2 separate regions of the Sus scrofa genome follow, and region 1 is linked to region 2. The links are chromatin contacts, called in public HiChIP or PLAC-seq maps. All regions are on one chromosome and are shown on one strand. The core of a region is the stretch at or near the end of the contact, and the rest is flanking DNA. Distances in the headings are between cores, read along the strand shown. Region 1 has its middle 8.2 kb from the start of EXTL3. Region 2 overlaps ZNF395 (zinc finger protein 395).

The links. HiChIP or PLAC-seq counts read pairs in DNA pulled down with a chosen protein or histone mark.
Region 1: a contact with region 2 is called in an H3K27ac HiChIP or PLAC-seq map of alveolar macrophages. The contact joins two enhancer-like sites. A contact is called at or near these places in 3 of 47 Hi-C or Micro-C datasets (alveolar macrophages, embryonic fibroblasts and omental adipose tissue) and 1 of 2 datasets of contacts at active chromatin or transcription factors (alveolar macrophages).

What each region holds. Positions count from the first base shown.
Region 1 is chr14:12,426,280-12,432,404 of Sscrofa11.1, forward strand. No RefSeq gene overlaps it. Among named protein-coding and RNA genes, the nearest start is that of EXTL3, 8.2 kb to the right of the region's middle. Within about 2 kb of position 4,617, at least 4 of the 83 cell types and tissues checked have an H3K27ac peak or open chromatin away from gene starts, as enhancers often do. A contact at or near this core is called in alveolar macrophages, where this site is marked.
Region 2 is chr14:12,157,087-12,163,319 of Sscrofa11.1, forward strand. The region is part of intron 1 of ZNF395 (zinc finger protein 395); the gene reads right to left. Among named protein-coding and RNA genes, the nearest start is that of ZNF395, 24 kb to the right of the region's middle. Within about 2 kb of position 3,230, at least 34 of the 83 cell types and tissues checked have an H3K27ac peak or open chromatin away from gene starts, as enhancers often do. A contact at or near this core is called in alveolar macrophages, where this site is marked.

The sequences.
Region 1 (6,125 bases), core at 3,367-5,866, 270 kb after region 2:
CCCAAAAAAACCTCCAGCAGGGCACGTCTTCTCTTTCTAGTATTCTTGACAATTTATTCAGGTAAAGTTTGTTATTATTAATTTTATATAAAAGATATTATCATGAATGGGTGTTGGATTTTGTTAAGTACTTTTGCTACATCTATTGATATGATCATATGTTTTTTCTTCTCTAGGCTGATACACTGGATAAGATTAATTAGTTTTTGAATGTTGAGTAGATTTGCACACCCAAGATAAATTCCACCTGGTCAGTGTTACAAAATTGTTTTTAATATAATACAATTTGCTAATAATTTGTTAAGGATTTTTGCATCTATGTTCGTGAGTGCTATAGTTTGTAGTCGTCTTTTCTTGTAGTGTCTTTGTCTGGTTTTGGTATTAGGATAATGCTATTCTCATAGAATGAGTTAGGAAATATTCCCTGTGTCTATTTTCTGGAAGAGATGTTAGAGAATCAATATAATTTCTTCCTTAAATGTTTGTTAAAATTCATCAGTAAAATCTTCTGGGCCTGGTGCTTTCAATTTTAGAAGGTTATTCATTATTGATTCACTAATTTTCTTTAAAAAAGAAAAGCCTATTCAGATTATATATTTCTCTTTGTGTAAGTTTTGGTAGAAAAGAGTTTGGGGAGATCCCGTCATGGCTCAGTGATTAATGAACCTGACTAGTGTTTGTGAGGACATAGGTTCAATCTCTGGCCTCACTCAGTGGATTAAGGATCCGGCATTGCCGTGAGCTGTGGTGTAGGCCGGCAGCTACAGCTCTGATTCTACCCCTAGCCTGGGAACCTCCATATACTGTGGGTGTGGCCCTAAAAGACAAAAGACAAAAAAAAAAAAAAAAAAAAAGGAAAAAAGAAAAGAAAAGAAAAGAGTTTGGAAGAAAAAACCACGTCTTCAAGAAATTGTCCCATTTCATCTAAATTATCAAATTTGTAGGCATAGATTTGTTCATAATATTGTTTTATTATCCTTTTCATGCTACCCTGGGATCAGTAGTGATGGCCTCTCTTTCATTTCTGATATTAGTAATTTGTATTTTCTCTTTTTTTCCTCTTGATTAGCCTGGCCAGAGGTTTATCTATTTATTGATCTTTTCAAAGAATCAGCTTTTAGTTTTTCTGATTTTCTCTATTGATTTCCAGTATTCAATTTCATTGTTTTCTACTCTAATTTTTGTTATTTCTTTTCTTTTTATCTTCTTTTTGAGTTTCCTGTAAGCTTAAGTTTCCTGTAAGCTTAAGTAAGCTTAGATTACTGGTTTTTCATCTTTTTTCTTTTCTAATAGATGTATTCCATGCTATAAATTTCCCTTTATGTACTGCTTTCACTGTATCCTACAAATGTTTGATAATTTATATTTTCATTTTCATGTAGTTTAAATTTTTTTCTATGGCTGCACCCTTGGCATATGGAAATTCCTCGGCCAGGGATTGAGTCCAAGCTGCAGCTGCAACCTACACCACAGCTGCAACAACACCAGATCCTTTAATCTACTGTGCCAGGCCAGGGATCCAGACTGAGCCTCTGCAGTGACCCATTGAGGTTGGATTCTCAACCCACTGTGCCACAGTGGGAACTCCTCATTTAGTTTAAATTTTTAAAAATTTATCTTGCAACTTCTTTGACCCTTGTGTTATTTAGCAGTGTTTTGTTCAATCTCCAAATATTTTAGAGTTTTCCATCTTTTTGTTATTGGCTTTGTGAATGAAAAACATTGCCTGCCATATCAGCAAACAAAAGGTGTTGCAGCCATCAAGCCATCACATTACTGCTACCCCAATGGTGGTCCTTAGGCAACTCAGGATAGAAACAGGATGCCCACCATCTAGCAATCAGCTGCTGCAGCCACCCCAAACAGTACACCCTGACAAGACTCAAGATGAGAAAGCAAGAGGATACTGGCCCCAGATGGCTGAGGTGCATATCAAAGGAAGTGTCTCATGGTGTTCCCATCGTGGTGCAATGAAAACAATCCGACTAGGAACCATGAGGTGGCAGGTTCAATCCCTGGCCTTGCTCAGCGGGTTAAGGATCTGGCGTTGCCTTGAGCTGTCGTGTAGGTCGCAGACGTGGCTTGGATCTGGCGTTGCTGTAGGCCGACAGCTATAGCTCTGATAAGACCCCTAGCCTGGGAACCTCCATGTGCTGCACCCTGGGTGCAGCCCTAAAAAACAAACAAACAAAAACAACAACAACAAAAGTGAGCCCAGACCTTTGCATCTTCCCATACGTAGAAAAGTGCCAAATTCCCTAACTTGAGCCATCTGGCTTTAATTAATAGTAATATTTTGATGTTCTGACTATCTAGTCTTTGTTGCAAAAACTCCTATATACCTTGGCTCCTCACTTACCTCTTCAGAGCAGTACCTCAGAGCATCTGAGAGTCCTGTCTCCTGGGCTTAAAGTCCTTAGAATATCCACAAAATAAAACATAATTCTAACAAAAAAAGGCTGTGTATTTTTTTAGACGACAATTTCTAGTTTAATTCTGTTGTGGTATGAGAACATACTTTCTTTTCTTTGCTGCACCTGTAGCATGTGGAAGTTCCTGGGGTTAGGGGTCAAATCTGAGCTGCAGCTGCTGGCCTACACCACAGCCACAAAATGTGGGATCCGAGCTACACCTGCAAACTTTGCTGCAGCTTGTGGTGACACCAGGTCCCTAACCCACTGAGTGAGGCCAGAGATCAAACCCGCCTCCTTACAGACACTATGTTGGGTTTTTAACTATGTCCGAGCCACAATGGGAACAATTAAGAACATACTTTGTATGATTTCTATTTTTAAAAAATTTATTAAATTGTGTTTATGACCCAGATGTGATCTTAATGAATGTTCCATGTGAACATGAGAGGAATGTGTGTTCTGTTGTTGTTAAGTAGCCAGTAGATGTCAATTGTATTCAGTAGATTGGTGATGGTATTGAGTTCAAATATGTCCTTACTGATTTTCTGCCTGCTGAATCTGTCTTTTTCTTTTTCTTTCTTTTTCTTTTCTTTTCTTTTCTTTTTTTTTTTTTTTATCTTTTTGCCTTTTTCTAGGGCCGCTCCTGCGGCATATGGAGGTTCCCAGGCTAGGGGTCTAATTGGAGCTGTAGCCGCTGGCCTACGCCAGAGACATAGCAACTCAGGATCCAAGCCTCATCTGCAACCTACACCACAGCTCACAGCAACGCTGGATCCTTAACCCACTGAGCAAGGCCAGGGATCAAACCCGTAACCTCATGGTTCCTAGTCAGATTCGTTAACCACTGAGCCACAATGGGAACTCCTGAATCTGTCCATTTCTGATAATGGCTGTTGAACTGTCTAACTTTAATAGTGGATTCATCTGTTTCTCCTTGCAGTTCTATCAGTTTTTGCCTTATATATTTTGATGCTTTGTTTTTAGGTGCATACATATTAAGTATTATTATGTCTTCTTGAAGACTTAACCCATTTATCATCAGGTCTGCCTGTCTTTATCCCTGATAATTTTCCTTGCTCTGAAGCCCAATTTTTCTCTAGTGTTCTCTTGATTAATGTTAGCTTGGTATATCTTTCTCCATTCCTTGGATTTAAAAAAAAAAAAAAAAAAAAAAAAATATATATATATATATATATATAATATCTGGAGTTCTCTTGTGGAGCAGTGGGTTAAGGTGTTATCACTGCAGTGGCCTAGGTGCAACCAAAAAAAAATCATATCAAATCTATCTGATGAAATTATTACTTTAAAAAATGTGACTGTGCTTGTAAAAGGCAGTATAATAAGCTATTTTCAGTCATTCATGCCTTAGTATGAATTAGTATATAAGATCCTTTCAATAAACAGGTAAAGATACTTTATGTAAAAAGAAATGGGAAGGTTGTAAGAGATGAAGAGTCAGTAACTGAGACAGGGAGATGGAAACCCCACAGAGACAAAAGAAAGGTAGTCAGATGTAAAAAGCAAATCTTGTGCTTGTTAAGATTTTTGCACAGGGCTGGTATTTCACAGGGCTGAATTCCCAGGGCTGATATTGCCTGCAGCTGAAGAGATTTCCTAAGTGAATTCATTAGCAGTTGTGTACTGAGTGGGGACTTGACTGTGGAGCAGGAACTAAGAACACACGGACAGGAACAACCCAGTGACCACAATACTTAGTGGCTCCACATGATGTGTCTTAGAACTTGTTGTGGTTTCATTCTTTTGGCTTGGGAAATTGAAGGGAAAACAGAATTGATTTACAGGCTTCTTCCCCAAGGGTCCTTTTTGCTTCCTTCTTTTAGCCACATCCTCTTTTATCGTCTCAAACCCTTTTCGGTCAGACTGAGTCAAGTCTGGTCTGCCCAGATATGCTCAACTCCAGGAAGCAAGACGTTCTTTCAAAGCCTACTTCCTATGAGAAAATCTCAGTCCTGAGAGGATCTGTCCAGGCAGGACTGGCTTTTCAGCCCACCTGAGTGTGTGGTGTGTCTTGGTGTGATTTGAGGAGTGCCCACAGGGTTGCCATAGCCAAAAACTTTCTTTCCCACTCATGCCTAAAATTCCACCCTTAATGATTCATACCTGTTGTTAACACTCAGTGCCTGGAAGGGAAAGACACAAAAAGAAGATGGGGGCTGTTTACTTCCTAATTTTGCTTGGCAGTGGCCCAGGATTAGGGTCATCAAGAGACTTCTAAGTGTACCAATTGGAATGTCTTGCAACTTCTCATAAATTGGACAAAATGCAGATCAAGGCCTCAAAGCTTTGGGGAAGGGAAAGAAAATCACAGAGGCTTTCAGTGACTGTTTCTCAGGAAGCAGGTTAATACCAATAGGCAACGTTTGACCAAATTTAGGCTAGATCATGTCTTCAGTATATGTCCAATTGCATATTCTTGTTTGTATTCAGTGCACTAGATTACTTACGTTCATGCAGAAGCATGTGAAATAAAGTTGCTTGTTGGCATCTGGCTATTCCACTTTGCCTTTATTGGACTAAATTCACTATTATGGTAATGATTTCGTAGCTTGACTAAAGTTCTGCTGAGTGTTCAAGTGACCACTTACTCTAATCTCCCTTCTTTTTATTTATCTCCTATTCTATCCCCCCCCCTTTTTTTTTGTCTTTTTGCCTTTTCTTGAGCCGCTCCCTCAGCATATGGAGGTTCCCAGCTAGGGGTCCAATCAGAGCTATAGCCACTGTCCTGAGCTATAGCCACTGTCCTACACCAGAGCCACAGCAATGTGGGATCCGAGCCGCGTCTGCGACCCACACCACAGCTCACAGCAATGCCCCATCCTTAACCCGCAGAGTAAGGCCAGGGATCGAACCCACAACCTCATGGTTCCTAGTCCGATTTGTTAACCACTGAACCACGACGGGGACTCCTCTATTCCACTTTTCTCCTCTCACACCCACAGTGATCACCACACCGTGTTACTTTCTGAGAATGGCTGCATGTGGAAATTTATGAATATCAAAAGTGGACTTCTTTTTCCTCCCTTGGCCCAGGCCCTACCTCTAACTCCAGGATTACTGGAGCCTCCTAACTGGACTTTTCAGGCTCTCCTACTCTCAGTCCTCCCACGTTCATTATGATAGTCCATCTAGGAAAGCCTGTAATTCAAGGACAAAGTGGGAATGAACATCTCTGAACACAGGCAGGAGTTGGAGTTTGGGCTCTATTCCACTATTTTATAAGTTTACAGAATTTATAAAGGGCTCTGTAAGATAAATAGAAGCTAGCCAGGTCCACAGTAGAAATAAGATTTTACCACGTGCAGGGGAAAACATGTGAAGTGTATGCCAGTGTTCAGAGCAGAATTATTCACAATGACCCAAAGGCGGAAACAACCCAAATATCTTTTTTTTGGGGGGGGGCTTTTTAGGGCCACACCCATGGCATATGGAAGTTCCCAGGCTAGAGGTCCAATTGGAGCTACAGCTGCCAGTCTATACCACAGCCACAGCAACGCCAGATCTGAGCCGCATCTGTGTCCCTACACCACAGCTCACGGCAATGCAGGATACTTAACCCACTGAGGCCAGATATTGAACCTGCAACCTCATGGTTCCTAGTTGGCTTCACTTCCCCTGTGCCACAACGAGAACTCCAACCCTAATGTCTTATTAGCAGATGAATGGATAAATAAAAGGTGGTGTATCCAT
Region 2 (6,233 bases), core at 1,980-4,479:
CCGCACAGAACTTTAGGACAGATCCTACCAGGGAACCCAGCCACTCCTGGGCTTGGGTCTGCTGGCAGAAGGAAAAGCATCAGACCCAGCACTTTGCAAACTCATGCCACCCCTTCTCCAGGGCTCGAGTGGCTCCTCTGCCATCCTGCTGAGGTTCATTTCCTCTGACACCGCCCCCCAGCACACTCCTAATCTCTGCTGTCCCAGCTCCCCTGTTCCCTCCTAATTTGTTTATCCAGTCAGGATTTGAGGAACTGACATGTGCAAAGCATATCCCTGGTGCTGTGGCTGGTATAAAATACTAGGATTTTCATGAACTCAATACCAACATTACTTCCCTACCTGGAATGCCTACCAGACCAACTCCACCTGCATCTATTAAGCTTGACATTTCAAGTGACAACTCCAGCTCCTCTCTCCCCCCTCCCACCCCTCTTCCTCCAGCCACACTCAGGTCAAAAGAAAGCTGCACCACAGGTGTGGGTTCAAACTTTCTTTGAATAAGTCTATAAACCTTCTTTACTTTCACCCTTGTCCAAAAGTACCCCAAGGCTTCATTTCAGTTCTGTGGCATCTCCACATATCCCCAATCCTGGCCTCCTTCTCAACCATCCCAGCAAATTATGCTAAGCAAATATCTTCACAGTAACAAAACATGAATGGGAAAAATAAGTTTAAAAGATAATACTCCTAGAAGAGAATATAGGCAAAACATTCTCTGACATAAACCATATAAATGTTTTCTTAGGCCAGCCTCCCAAGGTAATAGGAAAAAAAAAAAAAAGGAATCTAATCAAATTTATAAGCTTTTGCACAGCAAAGGAAACCATTAAAAAAAAGAAAGAAAGAAAGAAAGGAAAAGAACAGACAACACAAAGAATGGGAGAAAATCTTTGCAAATGATGTAACTGACAAGGGCTTAATCCCCAAAATATACAAACAGCCCATACAACTCAACAACAACAAAAAAACAAATAATCCAACCAAAAAATGGGCGGAAGACCTAAATAGACAATTCTTCAAAGAAGACACATGGATGGCCAGTAGGCACATGAAAAGAATGCTCAACATGGCTGATTATTAGATAAATGCAAATAAAAACCACATTGGAGTACCACTTCACACTAGGCAGAATGGCCATCATTAATAAGTCTACAATAACAAATGCTGGAGGGGTGTGGAGAAAAGGGAACCCTCCTGCAAAGGTGGTGTGAATGTAAATTGGTAGAACCACTAGAGAGTATGGAAAAACAGTATGGAGGTTCCTCAGAAAACTAAATATAGAACTACCATATGATCCAGCAATCCCACTGCTGGCATAAATCCAGACAAAACTATAATTCAAAAAGATACGTGCACTCCTATGTTCACAGCAGCACTATTCACAATAGCCAAGACATGGAAACAACCTAAATATCCACTGACAGATAAACAGATTAAGAAGATGTGGTACAGGAGTTCCCGTCGTGGCGCAATGGTTAACGAATCCGACTGGGAGCTATGAGGTTGAGGGTTCGATCCCTGCCCTTGCTCAGCGGGTTGACAATCCGTCATTGCCGAGAGCTGTGGTGGAGGTTGCAGACGCGGCTCGGATCCCGAGTTGCTGTGGCTCTGGTGTAGGCCGGTGGCTACAGCTCCGATTGGACCCCTAGCCTGGGAACCTCCATATGCTGCAGGAGCGACCCAAGAAATGGCAAAAAGACAAAAAAAAAAAAAAAAAAAAAAGAAGGTGTGGTATATATACACAATGGAATACTACTCAGACATAAAAAGAACAAATAAGGCTATTTGCAGCAACATGGATGGAACTAGAGATTCTCATACTAAGTGAAGTAAATGAGAAAAAGAAAGGCAACTAACATATATCACTTATATGTGGAATCTAAAATATGGCACAAATGAATCCATCTACAGAAAAGAAAAAGACTCACAGACATAGAGAACAAACTTGTGGTTGCCAAAGGGAAGGGGGAAAGAGCAGGATGGATGGGGAATTTAGGGTTAGCAGATACAAACTATCACATTTAGAATGGATAAACAATAAAGTCCTACTGTATAGCACAGGGAACTATATCCAATCTCTTGGGATAGACCAAGATGGAAGATAATATAAGGAAGGAAATGTAGGAGTTCCTGCTGTGGCTTAGCGAGTTAAGAACCTGACTAGTATCCATGAGGATGAATGTTCAGTCCCTGGCCTTGCTGTTCAGTGGGTTAAGGATCTGGCATTGCCACAAGCTGCGACACAGGCCACAGACGGGGCTCAGATTCCACATTGTTGTGGCTGTGGTGTATGCCAGAAGCTGTAGCTCTGATCTGACCCCTAGCCTGGGAACTTCTGAATGCTGCAGGTATAGCCCTAAAAAGACCAAAAAAAAAGGGGGGGGGGAATGTATATATGTGTATGACTGGTTCACTTTGCAGAAATAAGTGCATTAAAAATCAACTATACTTTCATTAAAAAAAAGAAAATAATAATAAAGTTGCAAATATGGAGGAAAGGGTTTGGCTCATTTCTACAAGTGTTTTAATCAGAGCTTCCAGGGCTAGAACCAGAGAGTATGGTATCTCTACCATGAATTCCCTAGAAAGCAAAGAAGAGGTTAAGAAAAAGATCAAAATCACAGCATTCTACAGAGTTCCTCTCCAAGTGTCTTTATAATCAGTAACATTCTATCGGAAAGCTTTACTGTGTATGTAATCAAAAGGAAGAAAAAAATGTAAAGAGTAAATTCTCTACCGCTATCAGAAAAACCAAAAAGACACCAGATGTCCATCCAAGTTAACGCGGTTTTAAAAACTCAAGTCACCTACCACCATCCTCGAAGCCTTAAACCAGAAACAAGAACCTCCTACCCTCAGTTTAATCTCACTGAGCTAGAAGTGAAGCCACAGTGCCACTCAGAGACATCAGATGGCAGCATCCATCCAGAGAAAGCAACAATCCTGCTCTTGACCAATAAAAACACAGTGGCCACCCCCACTTTCCACAGCAGGAAGTTTGAGGTTTCTACCACTGAAAATGAAGACAGGGTAGTATTTCCAAAATTCCTGGGCTTCCAGTCTACAGATGAAGCCTGAAATATTTGACTAACAGATTCTGACAATGTTTTTGTTAAGTCTTTGAAAAAAAAGAAAATGTAAAGAACACTTTTTACTTGGTCTGCAAAGCTGGTGACCTTCAAAAAAGCCTGCTGGATTTGCACGGTGGGTGAACCTGCCCACTTCCGGTTTCTTCCCACATGTGTTCTCTGGCCTTTCTCCTGTAATTGGCCCGAATTCCACTCTGAAGTATATTTTAGTATTTGTTTTATTTAGAGTCCACCCAAATCTTAATTTTTTAAAAGCAGAAGAGAAAGAAGGAAGGGAAACTGCCTTTATTAAATGCCTAATAGCACTAGCTTTCACAAACTGTACTAATTTAATCCTCAAAATGACTTAAACATATGTTCTTTTATTTCTGATGAGGAAACTGAGCCACCGAGAGGTTAGGTTGCCAGGGCTACACAACCAGGAAAGGCCGTCCCTGGGGACTGAACTCACGTCTATCTGGTGTCAAAGGGCACGATCCTGCCACTACTCCAGGAGGTGTGAGCTCTCCCAAAATAAAACATGCAATAAAGTTGCTTTTTATCTACATGGCTTTTTTTTTTCCCTACGTCAGTGAGCCACAATAGAAAAGAAAGCAAAACAGAACAAAACAACGGCTCCCAATCCTGCAAGTCTCTACTTCCACTTCCTTTCTTTCCTTGAAAATCCCTTCTCCACTTGCATCCTAACCACCTCCCTACGAAAGAAAGGTCAATGCTTTACTCTGACCTTGTTCAACAGTCCAAGTCACTGTTAATCATTTAGCGGTTTGGGAAGACCTTTATACACGTATGGCCCTCTGGGCGGGCCCAAAGCGATGATGTAATTAATCCCCAAAGTTAAGGAAAAGTTTAGCCAAATTTACACCAGAGAATGATAGCATAGAAGTGAAAATATATGAATCTAGACTCAGTGTAGGCTGGGCAAGGTGGCCAGGTATGTTTGGCACACTCATCATGTTAGGAATATGGCTCAGTTGCTAACACAATCAGCAGTCCTTGAGGGATTCAGAAGTGAATTCAAACACCTACAGAGGCCTGCCATGCAGGTGGGTGGAGAAGCCAGGTTAATTCTGGACCCTAGAGTGGCTTTCCAGGACCACCTATTACTTTATACCTCAGATCAAGGGTTCCAATCCACCAATCCCCTACCCCCACCAGTGTGTCTCTATCAGTGGAACTGCTGCCTCCTTCAAACTTCTATTCCCCATCCCTCCTTTTTTTTTTTTTTTTTTTTTTTTTTTTTGGCTGTGCACGCAGCATGTGGAAGTCCCCAGGTCAGGGACTGAACCTGAGCCACAAAGGGAACCCCCCCCATCTCTACTTTCTCCTCACTCCCCTACCAATTCTTTCTTGGGAGCTATCAATGGTCCATATTAACCAGCCAGCCCCAAATGTGTCCTATGGTTCTGGTACCACAAAGAGAAATCAAGAAACACTAATAGTAACAGGAAACAATAACCATGTTTCAACAGGAATCCAGCTTTAAAGAGTTACATTCTCAACTTCTTAAAGTCCCTGATTGAAACTTAAACTCTGTACCAAGAAAGACTTCCTGGCTAAAGTACAGTGTTAGGAGATCCCAAGTCCTCTTTGCTTCTCACTCCCACCACTGTCACCCACAGGGAGGGGCTGGCTACCCACGAAGATGTATTTTGGTCCATGTCCAAAAGGGGTTAGCCCTTTTCTGGGCTCAGCAAATGTCTCCTGATGTGCTAACAGCCCTTAATGAGGACATCTGCCATCAGTTAAATAACTGGAATAGACAGAAGAGGAAAACAAACCCTCTCTGTGGTTCTAAGTTGCCAATTGCCGCTTGACATGTGACTGTTGCCGGACAACCCCATGTCTCAGCACGTGTATGTATGTGTGCACGCGCTCACGTACAATGGTTGCTCTCTCCTACCTCCCTGGGACACTCAACAAGCCATGACATCAGCGAGTGGCACTTCCAGGACACAGGTCATAAAGTCAAAGTGATTCATTACACAACTAATGGGGGGGGGTTGCTGTTACAGAGGGTGAGGTTTGGAGTCAGACTTCCACTTGCTGAAGTCTGCATGCTTGCTGCCTCTCTGCTCAACAATTTAGAATTTAGCCACATCACCCCTCTACCAAGAGTGTCAGGTTCTCCACTAAACTACAGCTTTCCATCTATTTTATGATCTCCGCTGGGTAACCACTGGGCAGAACAAGAATTCGAGTGTTTAGTTCTTTGGGTAATATTTTGCATCTCACTTTGCATCATCTTTTGTCAGAAAAGTCACTGATTTTTTCTTTTAAATCTGCAAAGTTTTAACTTAATTCTTTTCAATGTGATGTTCTAAGCTCATCCAAAGATGCTGTAGCAAACCACACCTTTTATCTTCTAAGAGAATTTAGTGGAGAAGAGGACAATTCATTTGCCCAAACAACTCATTTTTCAGTAATTCGTGGCCAGGGATGAACTTTGCTGAGGGGTGCTATGTTGCATCCACAGCATTTTTTTTTTTTTTTTTTTTTTTGGTCTTTGCAATGCCAGATCCTTAACCCACTGAGCAAGACCACGGATCGAACCCGCGTCCTCATGGATACTAGGCAGATTCATTTCCACTGAGCCACAACGGGAACCCCCCATCCACAGTATATTTATGATTACATGCAAATACATCTGTGGTCCTCACCATGTGAACCCTGGCAGGAAGAAGCAAAGTGGCCATACTCCACCATCACCTCCCCAATGCTGCCTGGTAGTTCTCAAGCCTTATTTTCTTCTGAGGTATGGGCTCCAAAAAAAGAAAAAAAACAAAACAAAACCAAAAACTTCACGGAGCACATATTGACCCTTTTCTTCCCAGGGGACTCTCTACCCAGCCTGGCTTTGGAAAGAAAAGCCTGCAAGAGTAGCCAGGGCCTGAGCTAAAATGTCTAGGTCTCTCAAGTTATGTATGAGGCCCTGCTGCACCATTTTTAAATGTGTGGTGTGCATTTTAGATTTTCATGCTAGGAGCTTAAGATCACAGCATTGATCATACCAGTAACTGATTCAATTCCAACATTTCTAAGTCAGTTGTCCAGAGGCCATTTGGATTCTCAGGGCATTCTAATCACTGTCTTCTTCTGCGGGTTGTTAAAAACTGAATTACACTGCTTCAATGTAGAATA